2 separate regions of the Sus scrofa genome follow, and region 2 is linked to region 1. A link is a contact called in public promoter capture Hi-C data. All regions are on one chromosome and are shown on one strand. Each heading gives the region's core, a stretch centred on a gene start, on an enhancer-like site or on the middle of the called end of the contact. The rest is flanking DNA. Distances are from core to core; before and after follow the strand shown. Region 1 holds the start of CRB3 (protein crumbs homolog 3). Region 2 holds the start of TCF3 (transcription factor E2-alpha).

Evidence for each region. Promoter capture Hi-C pulls out the DNA fragments that hold promoters and counts their contacts.
Region 2: a promoter capture Hi-C map of liver shows a contact between it and region 1, with 15 times the contacts expected there. The contact joins the promoter of TCF3 here to the promoter of CRB3 in region 1. A contact is called at or near these places in 1 of 5 promoter capture datasets (liver) and 1 of 47 Hi-C or Micro-C datasets (blood).

The regions. Positions count from the first base shown.
Region 1 is chr2:72,618,748-72,625,718 of Sscrofa11.1, forward strand. It overlaps CRB3 (protein crumbs homolog 3), which reads right to left and starts at 4,519. Exons shown (of 5, transcript XM_003123115.4): 1 at 4,373-4,519; 2 at 3,967-4,142; 3 at 3,197-3,270; 4 at 2,353-2,496; 5 at 1-2,003. The coding sequence starts at 4,048. The coding sequence ends at 1,932. It overlaps DENND1C (DENN domain-containing protein 1C), which reads left to right. Exons shown (of 23, transcript XM_003480816.4): 20 at 1-99; 21 at 290-357; 22 at 496-703; 23 at 799-1,465. The coding sequence ends at 1,410. It overlaps SLC25A23 (solute carrier family 25 (mitochondrial carrier; phosphate carrier), member 23), which reads left to right and starts at 6,967. Exons shown (of 10, transcript NM_001246246.1): 1 at 6,967-6,971. The coding sequence starts at 6,967.
Region 2 is chr2:76,855,399-76,862,369 of Sscrofa11.1, forward strand. TCF3 (transcription factor E2-alpha) reads left to right here and starts at 3,681. Exons shown (of 21, transcript XM_021084225.1): 1 at 3,681-3,972; 2 at 5,909-6,046. The coding sequence starts at 5,975.

The sequences.
Region 1 (6,971 bases), core at 3,269-5,768:
TCTGGCCTGCAGAGGGGGGGCTCCCTGAGGACCCCTTCCCTCACCAGCCGATCAGATCGCCTGCAGCAGCGGCTGCCCATCACCCAGCACTTTGGACAGGTGAGAAGCCCCTGCCCCCATCACCAATGCACACACCTGGAACTATCACCAGGTCCTCCTCCATCCCCCATCTCCATCCAGACATCTCGTCTACCCCAAAATGGGGTGCCCACTTCACCCATTCACCCTCCTTTCACACAACCCCCAATCCTGAGGCCCCACCCCCACCGCCCAAATCTGTCCTTTGCAGAACCGGCCCCTTCGGCCCAGCAGGAGACTCCGGCTGGAAGAGAGACCTTCTGAATCCCTCGGGGAGGGGTAAGGCTCCAAAGCAAGGGGAGGAGGCAGTGTTGGAAATGGGGGTCCAGGACTGATGAGGAAGTTGGTCCCCAAACTCCAGACCCTTCAGAGTAGCCAGTCTTGGGCAGATATCTGAGGCCACCCATCCTCACCCAGGACACCCCCTCTGAGTCCTGGGGATGCCCAGGAACCATGGGCAGAGGAAGCTCTGGACGGCAGCTTTCTGGGCTCTGGAGAAGAACTGGATTTGCTGAGCGAGATTCTGGACAGTCTGAGCACCAGAGCCACAAGGACCAGCAGCCTGCGGCCCAGCCAGAGTTTAGATTGCTGCCACAGAGGGGACCCGGACAGCTGCTTCAGCCTGGTGAGAGCCCCCTTGTCCTTCTCCATTTGCCCATCCACCTTGCCAGCCTCTCCTCCACCTCCAGGACGGCAACTTCTCTCCCCACCCCGACCCAGCCTGACCTATCAGGAAGACCAAGATGGCAAGCAGATGACGAGACACCACCAGAGCCCCGGCCCTTGTCCCTGCCTGTCAGCCCGCCATCTCTGCACACCCCCCAGCTTTTGGATGCCGGGACCTCCTCAGAACACCCCATTTCCCAGCTGCCCCCAGAGGCCAGCGGAGAAATCGCTTCTCCATCAGGGCCTTCAACAGCTTCTGCAGACCCCAGCAGCAAAGGGGACTCCGTATCCTCCCTCACAGAGCCCCAGTCTCTAACCCTCCACCTCTCCCCTCCCCACAAGGCAAGCGAAGACCCCATAGCCCAGGAGAACCCCAGCTCCCAGCTCTCCACCCAGCCCCACCCTCCAGAAAGCCCTCAACGTCCGGTCCCCACCAAGCCCAACTCAGATACGACCTGGACATCCCAACCCCTTGATTCTTCCTCGGATCCTGGTTCCCCAGAGAATCCCAGAGCCCAGCCTTCTGAGGTCCTGCAAGTGGAGCACACTCACCTCCAGCCCCCCAAGGAGCTGGGAGGCCCCGGACGCCCTGCTAGCACTTGGCAAGAGCCTGCAACCAGGAGCCGGCCCAGAGTCTCTGAGCTTAAAAAGTGTTTTGAAGCTTAAGGATCAGGGTCTGGAGGAGAATCCAGCCCCTCAATAAAGCCGCCAAGATCCCAAAGCTGGTTTTTCCTGGTGGGTTTATCTGGGAGCCTTCTTTCTGCTCAGAAACCGCCCCCCCACACACACACACCTTTCCTGCTGAGGCAGCCTCCAGCTGACTCTTGGGTGCAGCTAAAAGCCCCTCCTCCCTTCCAGGAAGCCCTCCCAGCCCCTAAGTTCCTCCAGACCTTACAATTCATCTCTCAACAGCCTCTGCACCCTGCACGTGTCTCCTTCACCTAGGCTAATACCTGTCCCCACCAGCCCTCCAAAGGTTTAATTATATATATCGCACTCCCCATTATACATAGAGAGATATATAAAAAGTAAGCCACCTCACTCTCCCTTGCCTTCAAGGGCAGAGTCTTTGAAGCACCTTCTTCCCTTCTATTCTTAAGCCCTGGCCGGGTTTGATTGCCCAGAAAGGACTCTGCCTTCCCCCAAGGTAACACAGCCAGGAAGGGTGATGGATAGAGGAAAGGGACCTAGATGGGCAGGCAGCCCCGCACCGTCTCCTTGGAGTCCTGGGGAGCCCGGGCCTCAGCTGCGTGGGAGAACTGAAAGGAAAGGAGATGGGAGTTGTTGGGCTTTTGTGGCAAGGGGACAGATGGCTGAGCCAAGGTGGTGCAGCAAGCGGGGAGGCGGGTCCCCAGCCCTGGCACCCCAACAGCGGGCAGAGACAAGCAGAGGTGGCATGCTTCGAAGAGCCCGCCCAGCAGGCACCCCTTGGCCCCCCAGGTCCTCCTGAACCATCAGAGGCTGGTGTCTCAGTGGCGGCTGCCATATGTGAGCAAGTGCCGGGCAGTCCTGGGTAGTGGTGGTGGCTGCGGCCAGCCCCAGGGTTCAGATGAGCCGCTCCTCAGGCGGCAGCTTGAGGTTGGGGGGTGGTGGAGCTCGGGCACCCACCTGCTCCTCACTGCTGGGCCGGTAGGTGCCCTCTGTCTGCCGCTTTTCCCGAAGCTTCCGCACCAGTAGTGCCAGGCCCACAGCCAGGAGCAGGGCGGCCAGGAGGGAGAAGACCACAATGATGGCAGTGATGGCCTCCTGAGACTGTGGGAGAGGGGAGAGGTGTGACCCACCTGAACCTGGGTCTCCTGTCCACCCCCACCTGAGAATCAGCTGGGGAACCCTAATCCCTTCCCCCCACACCTGCCACTTTTGCTGATGGGGTTCCTCTATCAGGATTCCTGATCTCCATCAATCACATCTGGTCCTGGACTCCCCCATCTGCCATGTCTGGGGTCCACCCGAAGCACCTGCCACATCTAGTTCCTAGCTCCCCCCTACCCCCTGCATGAGAGGCATATGAGGCTCCTGACTCCCCACTCTTGCTATGTATGATATTCTCTCTTTTTTTTAATGGCTGCACCCGAGGTACATTGAAATTCCTGGGCTAGGGATCCAATACAAGCCACAGCTGCAGCAACATCCAATCCTTAACCCACTGCACTGGGCCAGGGATTGAACCCAGGCCTCAGCAGTGACCCAAGCTGCTGCAGTTGGATCCTTAACCCGCTATGCCAGAGTGGGAAGTCCCCGTGTACGGTATTCCTGTCCACCCCTTCCTGGGATTCTTGGCCTCTCCATTTGCCATGCTGGAATCTGGTCTCTCCCACTTAGGGTCCTCCAATGCCCTCCTCCACAAAAACTTAACCAGCTACCTCCGGGAGTCTAGGCCCCTCCACCTGCTAGAGAGGGACTCCTGAATAACACATCCCTGCCGCCCTTCTGCACGTACACCCCAACTCACCAGGCCCCCACTGGAGCCAGAGCCGGCGGCGGAGGGTGTAAAGGAGCTGCTTGCATTTGCAGGGGAGACTGATGCTGTGGGAAGGGAGGGAGGAGAAAGGGTAGAGAAGATGAATGAATCTCCATCTACCCTTTCCATCTTGAGACGTCTGCATCTTCCTTGGGCATCCCCTCATCAGACCTCTGCACTTCTGCGTCTTCCATTAGGTCAGTACCCTCCACACAGGGGCCACCCCCAAACCAGCAGTAAGTAATCAGCTAACAAGTTTGCAGTTAGCATGGAGTTGGGGGCTATTGTAATGGATGGTGTCCGGAAGCCCAACCCCACCTCTCCGGCCCTCCCTCTGCCCTTAAGGATCTGGGCGGATCCTGCCTTTCCCTGGAGTGTCTGACTCACACCTCCCCCAAGGCTCCCGAAACTGGACTAGAGGGCTCACTGAAAGGCAGGGTCCACACCTATGGTCAACCTGGGCTTGGAGCCCCAGGCAGGCCTCCTCCTGACTCCCAAGTCCCCCAAACTCTTCAACCATACTGAGACTCAGGCATGCAGGCCTCTTCCCCCAGCTCACCATTCCGCCCAACTCAGGAATTCTCCTAGGCCAGCTCTAACCATCCAAGGAAGAACTCAGAAATTCTAACCCCTCAGCCCTGACCCTGTAGAATCCTGCCCCCCAAGGCATTCTGTGTCAGCTCCTGGGTTCCTGACATCTCAGGGACCCAGGAACCCAGCGCTTCTAACCCCAGAGCCCAGCAACCCCAGCTGGTACCTACTTTGCCCCCAGACCCGGCCCCAGCGGGCCAGCAGCAGCGGCAGGCCGAGCGCCAGGAGCAGCCCCAGACCGGGGCTCGCCATGGGCCGGGCAACGAGCTGGTGGCACCAGGGACGGGGCTTGTCGCGCACACCACTCCTACCGCATCTCCGGCCGGGGATACCTTCGACCCCTCACCTGGGAGCAAAAGAAGGAGAAAGGCCGGGGCGTGGGGGAGGGGGCCAGACCCGGGCGCAGGCCCATGGGAGGGGCGACCCGCGCCGTGCACCCGGGAGCCCCGCCCCGCCCCCGTCGCCAGAGGTCAGAGATTAAAGATTAACTCGCGGCGGCGCGTTCCAGGGGCTGGGAAAAGGGGAGAGGAAAGGGGGAAAGGGCGGCAGGCCAAGCCTAGCGACTTGCCTCCCTACCTGGCCCGAGCGTCTTCAACCTCACTCAAGTTCCTGGTCCCGGTCCCTCTCTCGAACCCTCAGTGCGTCGGTCAGTGCTCGGTCGGACTCTTCCAGCTCCGCCCGCTCACGTGACCCGGAAAGTTTAGTCACTTACCTGGGAGGGGAGCGCACTTCCGGCTTATGCACCTGAGCCTAGATGAGAGGGCGGAGCCAAGCAGGGGCGGGGCCGCGCCACGGACGCACCTGTAACGGGAACCCAATCCTATTATTCGGAGGGAGTAACTAGGGGCGGAAGGGCGCAGGTGCAAAAGAGGCCTCCCACCACCTGCACTGAGGGCACCTCTGTAGAAGCATCCAGATGTGGAGACACCTGAGACTTGGAGACACTCCTGTCTGGGACAGACCGGGATAGGGGGCCTCTAATGAAAAAAACACCTGTGTGGGACACACCTGCATGGGAGTGAACGTGTATAGAAAACATCTGCACGGATGTGTAAGAATGTCTATTGGAGACTTCTGCTTTGAATCCTATCTATTTGGAGTATAGCTGAATGGAAGCATAGCTGTGTGGAAAATAGCTGTATAGAACACACTTGCATTATAACAAACACCTGGCTGAGGCACTTTGGCACCGGTTACATCTGCTTGGAGAACACCTCTGGGTGGCTCACCTATGAAATGAACAAGACTTGCATGAGAAATTTCTGTGTGAAAAGATGTTAGAGACACCTGTATGAGACACACCTGCATTTAAGTACACCTTCAGGGGACCCAGATCAATGGAAAGCCCCATATGGGTGAATACTTAAACAGAACACATCAGTGGTAGGGTAGGCCATATAATGCATACCTGGGTGGTGTAACACCTGTTGAGAAACATACCTGTGAGGTGAAGGAAAGAGACTTGCATGAGGGGAAGCTGGGTAAAACTGAGCTCGACTGAGATGAAGAGCTGAGAATGTCTGCATGAGGAACACTCACTGAAGCACAAGGTGGGGGGGGCGTGTGCATTAACGTCTACCTGTCAGGGATGTACCTGTGAGAAAACACTTGTTTAGGGCATCTTCGTGGGAAAATATCAGTATCCCCCGGATTGTAGGGCACCTTCCAAGAACCACCTGTGAATAAAAACATCTCTGAGGGGACTCTCTATAAAAGGCTTGTCTTGGACACACCTGTTTGAGCACACCTGTCTGGGCAGAAGCTTAGTGGAACCATATGTACCCTCACTGGCCATATATCTTGGGATAAAGAAGGGTGGTGATAAGACGACCCCCTTCTAGGGACTCTGGAGTGAAGAGTGATGGTTAAGGAAAAATTAATCCCTTCTAGGATACAGAGTATTGATGGGTAAAAATCTCAGGTCGGCTTAAAGCTCTGCCTTGCCCCTTACTGATCATGTGGACTGGGGCGACTGGCTTACCCTCCTGTTTCTTTATCTGTGTACTGGGAAAAACAGACCCACCTACTTTATAGGGATTTGACGAAGACGACTCGAGAAGTGAGTAAAAGGCCTGGCTTGTGCAACGCACTGAATCAGTGTTAGCTATTGTTGTAATTATTCGCCTTCAAAAGGTCTGGGCGCCCCTCCCCCTAATGGTGAATCGAGAAACTGCGCCCGAAACTAGTGGGAGGGACATTCGGCAGGTGCAGCGAGCGCGACAGACCGGTGCCCCGCCTCCATCGCTCGGCTATAAGGTCTTCATCCCCAGCTACTCCTAGGACTCTGAGATCTGCACCAGGAGAGTCGGGAGAAAGCAGACTGCTTGGTGTCCGGCCAAGGCCCCTTTAAGACTTTTGGGCGAGTCGGGGGCGGTGGGGCCCAAGGCAGCCCAGGGTCAGAGGGGAGGCCCCGCCTAGATGGGTGGGCAAGGCGGGACAGGCGGGCGCAGCTTCTGCGCTCTGGCCAATAGGAAACCGACTCCGCAGCCGCGCCGCGCGTTGATCTTCCGTTTCCCGGCCTGAGTGGGACCGAGAAAGGAGGCGCGCGGTCGAGATGAAAACACAGAGGGAGAGCAAGGCTTCGGCTTCTGTGGCCGGGTGGGGAATGTGAAATGAGCCGGCGGGCCGACGGAGGGCTAGATGGGGCAGAGTTGGTTCTTGAGTACGTCTAGGAAAAGCGAGAACGTTCGTTCCAGAAGAGGATTAGTAGAGGAGAGAGGTCAAGTGGAAAAGGATTACGTAACCCACTCCCTGACATCTCCCTACCTCGCCCCGTTGGGCAGAGGGTAAACTGAGGCATGCAGGAGCGGAACTCAGAAACCAGATCTGAAATCAATGATCTCTCTAGCCTCCCTTCCCAGAATGAACCCTGTTGCTCCCTAAACTGTGCTAACACCAGAGCATCCCTGACACCCGCCCCCCGCAACAGCTCCGCGCCCAGCCCCCTCCCCCAAATGCAGGTCGGGGGAGGAGACGCAAGTTCTGGCGCAGGCGGCGACAGCAAGCAGTCACCACCTCCTACAAGTGCGGGAGCCCGGCAGGCAGAGCTGAGGCTGAGGTAGCAGTGGCCGCGGAGCTGGCCCTGCGGGGTCCCGGGGGGGAGAGGGGGAGCCGTCAAGCCCCCGTTGAGGCCGCCGCTGCCGGGCCTCCCCTCCCCCCGGGCTGGCGCCATGCG
Region 2 (6,971 bases), core at 2,431-4,930, 4.2 Mb after region 1:
CTCTCCCCTTCACTTCTCTGGGCTCCAACCTCAAGACCTCATGGGTTTCTTAATTTCCCAGCACAGTCCCACCTCCGGGCCTTTGCCCCTGCTGTCCCCCCGCCCACATGCTGAGTGCGCCCTGCTCTTTGCCCCCTGACTTCATTCATGCTTCTGGTCACACCCAAGTCTCAGTGTCCCAGGGAACCCACCCCAGGGAAGGGCGGGTTCGGGGTCCCTTCTGGTCCCCTGACAATAGGGGGCATGAGGCGGGGGTTCAGCCCCCCTGAGAGCCCCCACTACCCTGCCCTCCTGGCCCACTGGCTCCCCAGGACAAGCCTGCAGTGAGGGAACCGCACCCAGTCATCCTGGGTCCCCTTCCCTCCTTTCGCTCATGGCTGCAAGCACCACGGAAGGCAGGCTTGGGGAGCCGCCAGTGGGCTGCTGCCTCAGCATCTGCTTAATACTCAACATGGCCAGCACCTCCTCCCTCCTCTGCAGAGGGTAATAGCACCCCCCCAACATCCAGGGAGACCCCCAGGCCCAGCCCCTAGCAGCGGGCCCTGCAGAAGCCAGGAGAACAAATGAATGAGTGAGTGAGAGTGAGCTCCTGGTAGGCGTCATGGTGAGGATGGACAGGTCAGGGCCAGGCCCCTCCACAGGAGTCCCATGAGCCACTAAGTCCCCAGCTCTGGAGGTAGCCGTCCCCTACCCTCCTGAGAGTGCACTCTGAGACCATGGTTTGTGCAGGTCTGGCTGGAGTGATAAATACCCCTCCCTTCTTCCAAGGCTTCAAAAAAGCAGGGAGAGCCTGGGTGGGGTGGGGAGTGGGAGGTGTCTGTTCACACACCAGGAGAAGGTGCCCACACTGGAGACAAACGCAAACGAGGTCAGGAGGGTGGCCCCCACATCCGAAGTCCAACTGTTTTCTCTCTGTGGACAACCTTGGCTCGCACACCTATGGTCTTCCTGAACTTTCCACGGCCATCCATCCCCCGTTCTGTCCCCAGCTGCCTTACTCCACGGTGGGAACCTGACCTTGGCATTCGTTTTCCCATTTTCCCAACCAGAAATGAGGTCTTTTCCCTCCTGTGGGGTCCCCAGCCGGAGGCGGGGGGCGGGGGGAACAGCACACAGTAGGTGTGGCTTGGATGGTGGGGGGAGCAGGAGGGGAGGCAGGTCTCCAGCGGGCTCCTGCCTGCCTGGCCCAGTGGCGGGCACCCAGCAGAGAACAAAGGCCACAGTCAGATGGGCGGGGGCGGGCAAGCGGTCTGTGGGCCGCCCTCAAGGGGCCCCTGGCCGCCTGTCCCTGTGCCAGGGCCCTGTGGGGTGCACCCGGGCCTTGGGGCTGGGCAGAGGTTGTGGCTGAGTGGGGGCCCCCACAGGCTGCTCCTCCCAGTGACTCAGCTCCATGCTGGGCCTCCCCAGAGAAGACAATAGTGGCTTGTGGGTGCCAGGAGGGCCTCCTGGCAGGTGTGAGGAGCCCCAGGGTGGACTGGGCCCCAGAGAGGAGCTTTTGGAACCTTAGTTTCCTCATCTGTACAATGGGTTTAATCACTCAGGCGTGAGGACCTGAGAGCCAAACATGTGGATGGAAAGAACACGTTTGGGACAAAAGGGGGGTTCCTCTGATGGCTCATCTTGGCCCAAGGGGTAGGGGCTGGACAGGTCACAGTCACCACTGTGCTCTAATGCCCGGCACCAAGCCTGGCACACAGTCGGTGGTCAATGATTGCATGGCCCATGAACAGATCATTTCTCCCCTTCAGTGGATGTGTAATTCCAGAAACACTGGCCCCAGCTCTATATGGGTTATACCCTTAGCATTGGAGGGGGAAGGGGTGCTGACCTACCCTGAGTGAGGCTGGGGACCCTGAGGGACCTCTGCCTCAGCCTGGTCCCCAAGAAACCCCCAGGCTAGGGGAAAGCCAGAGCAGGCCACCGACCTGCGAGGTCAGGGTTGGTCCACAGGGAAAGGTAGGGGCCGAGGGGGCCTCCCACCAGATGCCCAGGTCTGCCAGTGGGGAAGAGGCCACAGGATAAGAACACACATCCCTCACTTCATCCTTCCATTTTCCTTATGGGGAAACTGAGGCCCAGACAGTGGGAAGTACTTGCCCAAAGTCCCAGTGGTGTAGGGAGGGATGCCAGATTTGAACCCAGACCCCAAGAACCTCACTCCCCTCCCCAGACCTGTCCCACGTGGGAGCACTCTGGCCCTGGAGGGGTCAGGGTGAGGGTCAGCCCAGTTTGGGCGTGGCAGGAGGGGGCTTTATTAGGCTCCTCCTGAGCTCCCCAATTGCCCCTGGGGCCTTCTCTACTTCCATTCCCCCCAGGATCCCCACTTTCCTTCCTTCCTTTCAGTCCTGTTCCCTGGATTGAGGGCAGCACTGAACTGAACTGGCTCAAGGCTCCAGAAGGGATGGAAGAGCCTTTGCTCCCAGGTAGGAATGAGCCAGGCAGATTCTAGAAGAGCAAGGAGGAGGCTGCTGTGTCAAGAGCCCATCCCTGGCCTGGAGGGGAGTGTAGCTTTCTCTCTGCGGACACAGGGGGCCATGACAGAGTGTGTTATTTTCATTTATAATAATTATTTCCAGGAGTTCCCGTTGTGGTGCAGCGGAAACAAATCCGAGGTTGCGGGTTCGATCCCTGGCCTTGCTCAGTGGGTTAAGGATCCGGCGTTGCGGTGAGCTGTGGTGTAGGTCACAGACTCAGCTTGGATCCTGCATTACTGTGGCTGTGGCGCAGGCTAGCGGCTACAGCTCTGATTAGACCCCTAGCCTGGGAACCTCCATATGCCATGGGAGCGGCCCTAGAAAAGGCAAAAAGAAAAAAAAATTATTTCCATCCTGTAGGGTCTGTGGTTTTCAAAAGCTGAAGAGCCTCTGGACGTGGGAGGGAACTGGGGATCTAAGTGACTCTCACAGACCAGTGAGAGTCAGAAGGTCTTAAGTCCTTGTCCAAACTCAGGCCAAGATCCCATTTTATCGACGAATAAACTGAGTCTCAGGCAGACAAAGGCAACCAGCAAGTCAGAGGCACAGAGTGGGTTCCACGGGGGGAATTTCTGACCCTGAAACAGAGCTGCATCAGTGACCCCACGGGAAAATAGGTCTGATTTATTCCTTCCAAGTCTGGAATGCCCGCTCGCAAGACCCAGCAGCAGGGGCCAGACCTAGGAACTCAGACACGACCAAGCCCAAAAGGCCGTGCGGCCGGCCATGCACACCTGAGAATAAAACTCCAAGCCCCACCTCCCCCATCGCTTCTCGCGGCCTCTCGCTCGGAGAGTCCCGCCTCCTTCTTTACCCGGACGCGCAGAGGGGAGGGCGGGGCGGGGCGGAGCCTGGTTGCGAACGGCCGGCATCCCCGCCAATCAGGCTTTCGCACCTTCCAATTGGCCTCGTCCGCTCGGCCTTCTCTTTCCATCGCTCGGTCCTTCCCGCTTGCGTCACGGCTATGCGGCCAATCCACGTGCGCCTCCGCTCTGGAAGATAGTCCCTGCCCCCACCTCATGCCGTTGGCCCACGATTCTTCGGATCGCCCGCTCCAGGCGCTGGGCTCCGCGGGCCCGCTGCCGCGTTCGGCGGGAGCGTGGGGCGGACGTGTGGCAGTGGGCGGCGTGCAAACCGCGGCGGAGGGATCCGCGGGCGGACGCGGGGCGGAGCTGATGAGGGGCGGGGCCTGTAGGGGGCGGGGCGCGGGTTGGGGGCGGAACATGTCTCCCGCCGCAGGAAGATGAGGCAGCGGCGGCGGCCGCGGGCGTAGCGGGCCGGACCGAGCCCAGCGACACGGCCGGCGGGCACCGCGGCCTCCGTTCGCGTCGCCTCCGCCAGTGCCCGGACCGCGGACGGTCCGCCGAGCGGATACGCGGGGAGCCGGGCTACGCGCCACCGCCCACGCGCGCCCCTCGGGGCCGCGACGCCCCTTTGTCCGGGGGGGCCGTTCATGTCGCCGCCCCCCGCGCGCTGCGGGCCGGGCCGCGCCGAGCAGGTGAGCGCGCCGGGACCCTCCGCCGCTCGGTGCCTGGCGGGCTGGGCCGCTCTGGGGTGCGGAGACTCCGAGCAGTGGCTGGCCGGGCGGGGGGCGGCGCGGCCGAAGTCATTGTTCTCCAACTTTGCGCGCCGGAGGGGGCAGGCGACGTGGAGGGCGCGCTCGGGCCCGCGCGCCCCCGCCAGTCGGCACTTGAGGAAAGTTTGCGGAGCCGGGCGGGGGCGCGGGGGGCGCCGCTGGGCTGCCCAACTTCGCGGCGGGGTAGCGGCGCGGGGCCCGCGGGCGCCCCCTCCCCCGGGGGCCCGGCCGGCGCCGGAGTTTGGAGGGGAGCGAGAGAGGGAGAAGGAGCGTCCTTTTGTCTGCGGGGAAGGTGCGCCGCGCCACTGCAGGCGGGGGCCGAAATCCTGGCCGGGGGCCGCATCTGCTCCGCGGTACGCGGGCACGGGCGGCGGCTGCTTCGGGGCGAGCAGCGCAGTGGCGGCGGCAGCGCCGCGAGCTTCAAAGGGCTCCCGGGCCGCGCCGCCCGCACCGGCTGCTGGGGGGGGGTAGGGTGGGGGTTGGTTTCCCGGGCCTCCTCCCACCCCTCCCCCCAGAGCGAGAAGTTCCTTGCCCCTCTTTCTCCCAAAGTGGTTTCGTACATCTTTTGAGTTCGCTTCGAGTCTCCAAAAGTCCTTGTGATACCCCAGAAGTGTCTCGGATCTCCTTGAAAAGCCTGTTTCAGTCTCCCCCACCCCAGGTCTGCCTTAAAATCGGTTTCAGCTACCCCACAAAAAAGTGCGGTTTCGTACTCCTCAAAAAAGTCAGTTTCACACGCCCTCCAAAGAAGAAAAAGCTTCGCGGAGGAGGGGGTGCTCTGGGGCATCCGTTTCACACCCGTCTCCAGTTGGCAAACAAAGCGGGGGTTTCTCCTTTTCTGATGTCGGGTCTTCCTCAACCTCGGAACCCCCTCTAACCCCTCGGTTTCTGCTTGCCGCTCCCGCCCCCTTCTGGGTCCCCGGGGAGAGAAGCTGGAGGGACTTCGCTGTCTGACTGTGGGACGGAGACCCTCATCGGGGTGTGGGACGGGGCTTGGCAGGTGGATCCCCCACCCCGTTCTAGAAAGGAGCCCTGGGGACCCTGTTGGGGAAACCCTGGTATTAGGACAACTCCCCCCCCCCCTTCCAGGGCCGGGAGGCAAGGAATGTTTTTAAAGTTGCTTAAAAATAATTCCCGGATACATGGTGACAATAAAACAACCTAGGGTGGCTTTTCTTCTTTCAGAGTTCAGTTGTTTTTTGTGGGAGGAGGAGGCGAAGTGTGGAGGGAAGCTGTGAGGGTAGGTCCTTGTGTTGGGCGGACCCCTCCTTTAGCCCTGGAGCGGGAAGGGGGATTTGCCTGCCGTCCTACTTGTGGATTTAATTCCCCTTGAATTTGGGGGTGCCTGGGTCTTCAACGTGCACTGACAGCTGCCGGGTGGGGGGGAGTCACCAAATTTCCCTTGGGGCGGGGCTGGGGTCGCCCCTCCCCCTTCCCAGGGGCGGGGCCAGTGGGAAGCCTGGGGGTGGTTGGAAATGAGAGAAGTGGCGGGGAAGAGGGGCGGGTTCTGCCCGAGCTGGGAAGGGACCACTCCGCCCCGCATCCAGTTTAAAATTTGCAACTTGATTCCCTGGTGGTCGCTGAGGGAGTTTCGGGAATCTGAACTCTGTGCGCTCCCCCACCCATTGTTCAAATTCCCCGAGGGCTCTGGGGAGGGGTCTCAAGGGGCCCAAATCCCCGAATCCTGGCCGCCTTGCCCCCACCCCCAGGGTCTGGAAGGGACTCGGCGTGGGAAGACCCAGAGCCTCAGAGCAGCTAGAGGGGCTCTTAGCTCCTCCACTCCCATCGGTCCGCCTCAGCCTTCGGCACTCATACCTCTTCTCTTCTCCTGCCCCTGCACCCGCCGTGGGTCACCACACAGGGCTGTCTCTAGGCCTGAGGAGCCCCTCCTGGCCCTTGGCCATCGGGCCCCCGTTGCTGCTGGAGAATGAACCAGCCGCAGAGGATGGCGCCCGTGGGCACGGACAAGGAGCTCAGTGACCTCCTGGACTTCAGCATGGTGAGTGGTCCCACCCTCCCTTCCCCCCCCTTATGCACGGCGCCCTACAGGCTCCCCAGGAAAAAAGCATCTGCCAAAAACACCCCCAGCATTTGGACCTCAAACTTGTTTGGGTGAAAGGGCCCCAGGTGGGGCTGGGGAAGTTGGGGTGCATGCCAAAGGATGGACTGGCACCCCTCATGGCAGGGAGCAGTGTCCAGAGGAACCTGTCACACAGCTCTTTGCCCAGCACAGACTGAGTCCAACCTGCCCTTTTACAGAGGGAGAAACAGGTCCAGAGTGAGGGAGGGGTCTGCCCAGGGCCTCTAGCTCCTCCTTGGTGGGGTTTGTCCCTGAGGTCCTAGCTTGGCCCTGGGCACACAGTGACCTTGGTTTTTGACCTATACAGTGGTGTGATCAGAGTTATTCACTCCCTTGTGGATGCAAAGAACAGGGGTGCCCAGCGCCTCAGTGACCCACATGAAGGGACCTTCTGTTAGTGGGGAGAGGACACAGATAGCAGTGGATCTGTAATTCTTCAGTCATTTAGTCACATGGGAGCCAGAATGGTGGGTCACCAGCAGTTCAGGTGCAGGTGATGGGAGGAGACCTTGAGAGCATTGCACGGGAATCTGTGGGCAGTGCTGGCTCTGCGGGGGTTGGGGGGGGGTGTCCTTACACTTCCTGGGCAGTGTGCTCCACTCAACATAGCCCCTTCCCCCAACCAGGCTGATGGAGGTTCAGAGAGGGTGCCAGCTTCCAGAGGTCAGACAGGCCCAGGGAGAGTGGGAGTGGTGCATACCTTGGAGGACTGGGGACCTAGGTTTGCCTGCCTGTATGGTGGACCACCTGTCATAGGTGCCATCTCCTCGCACATCTGGGAATTGTGTGTAGGCTTCCTGAATCCTGCCCCCACCCTTCCCCCAGCGAGCACCATTTTGGTTTG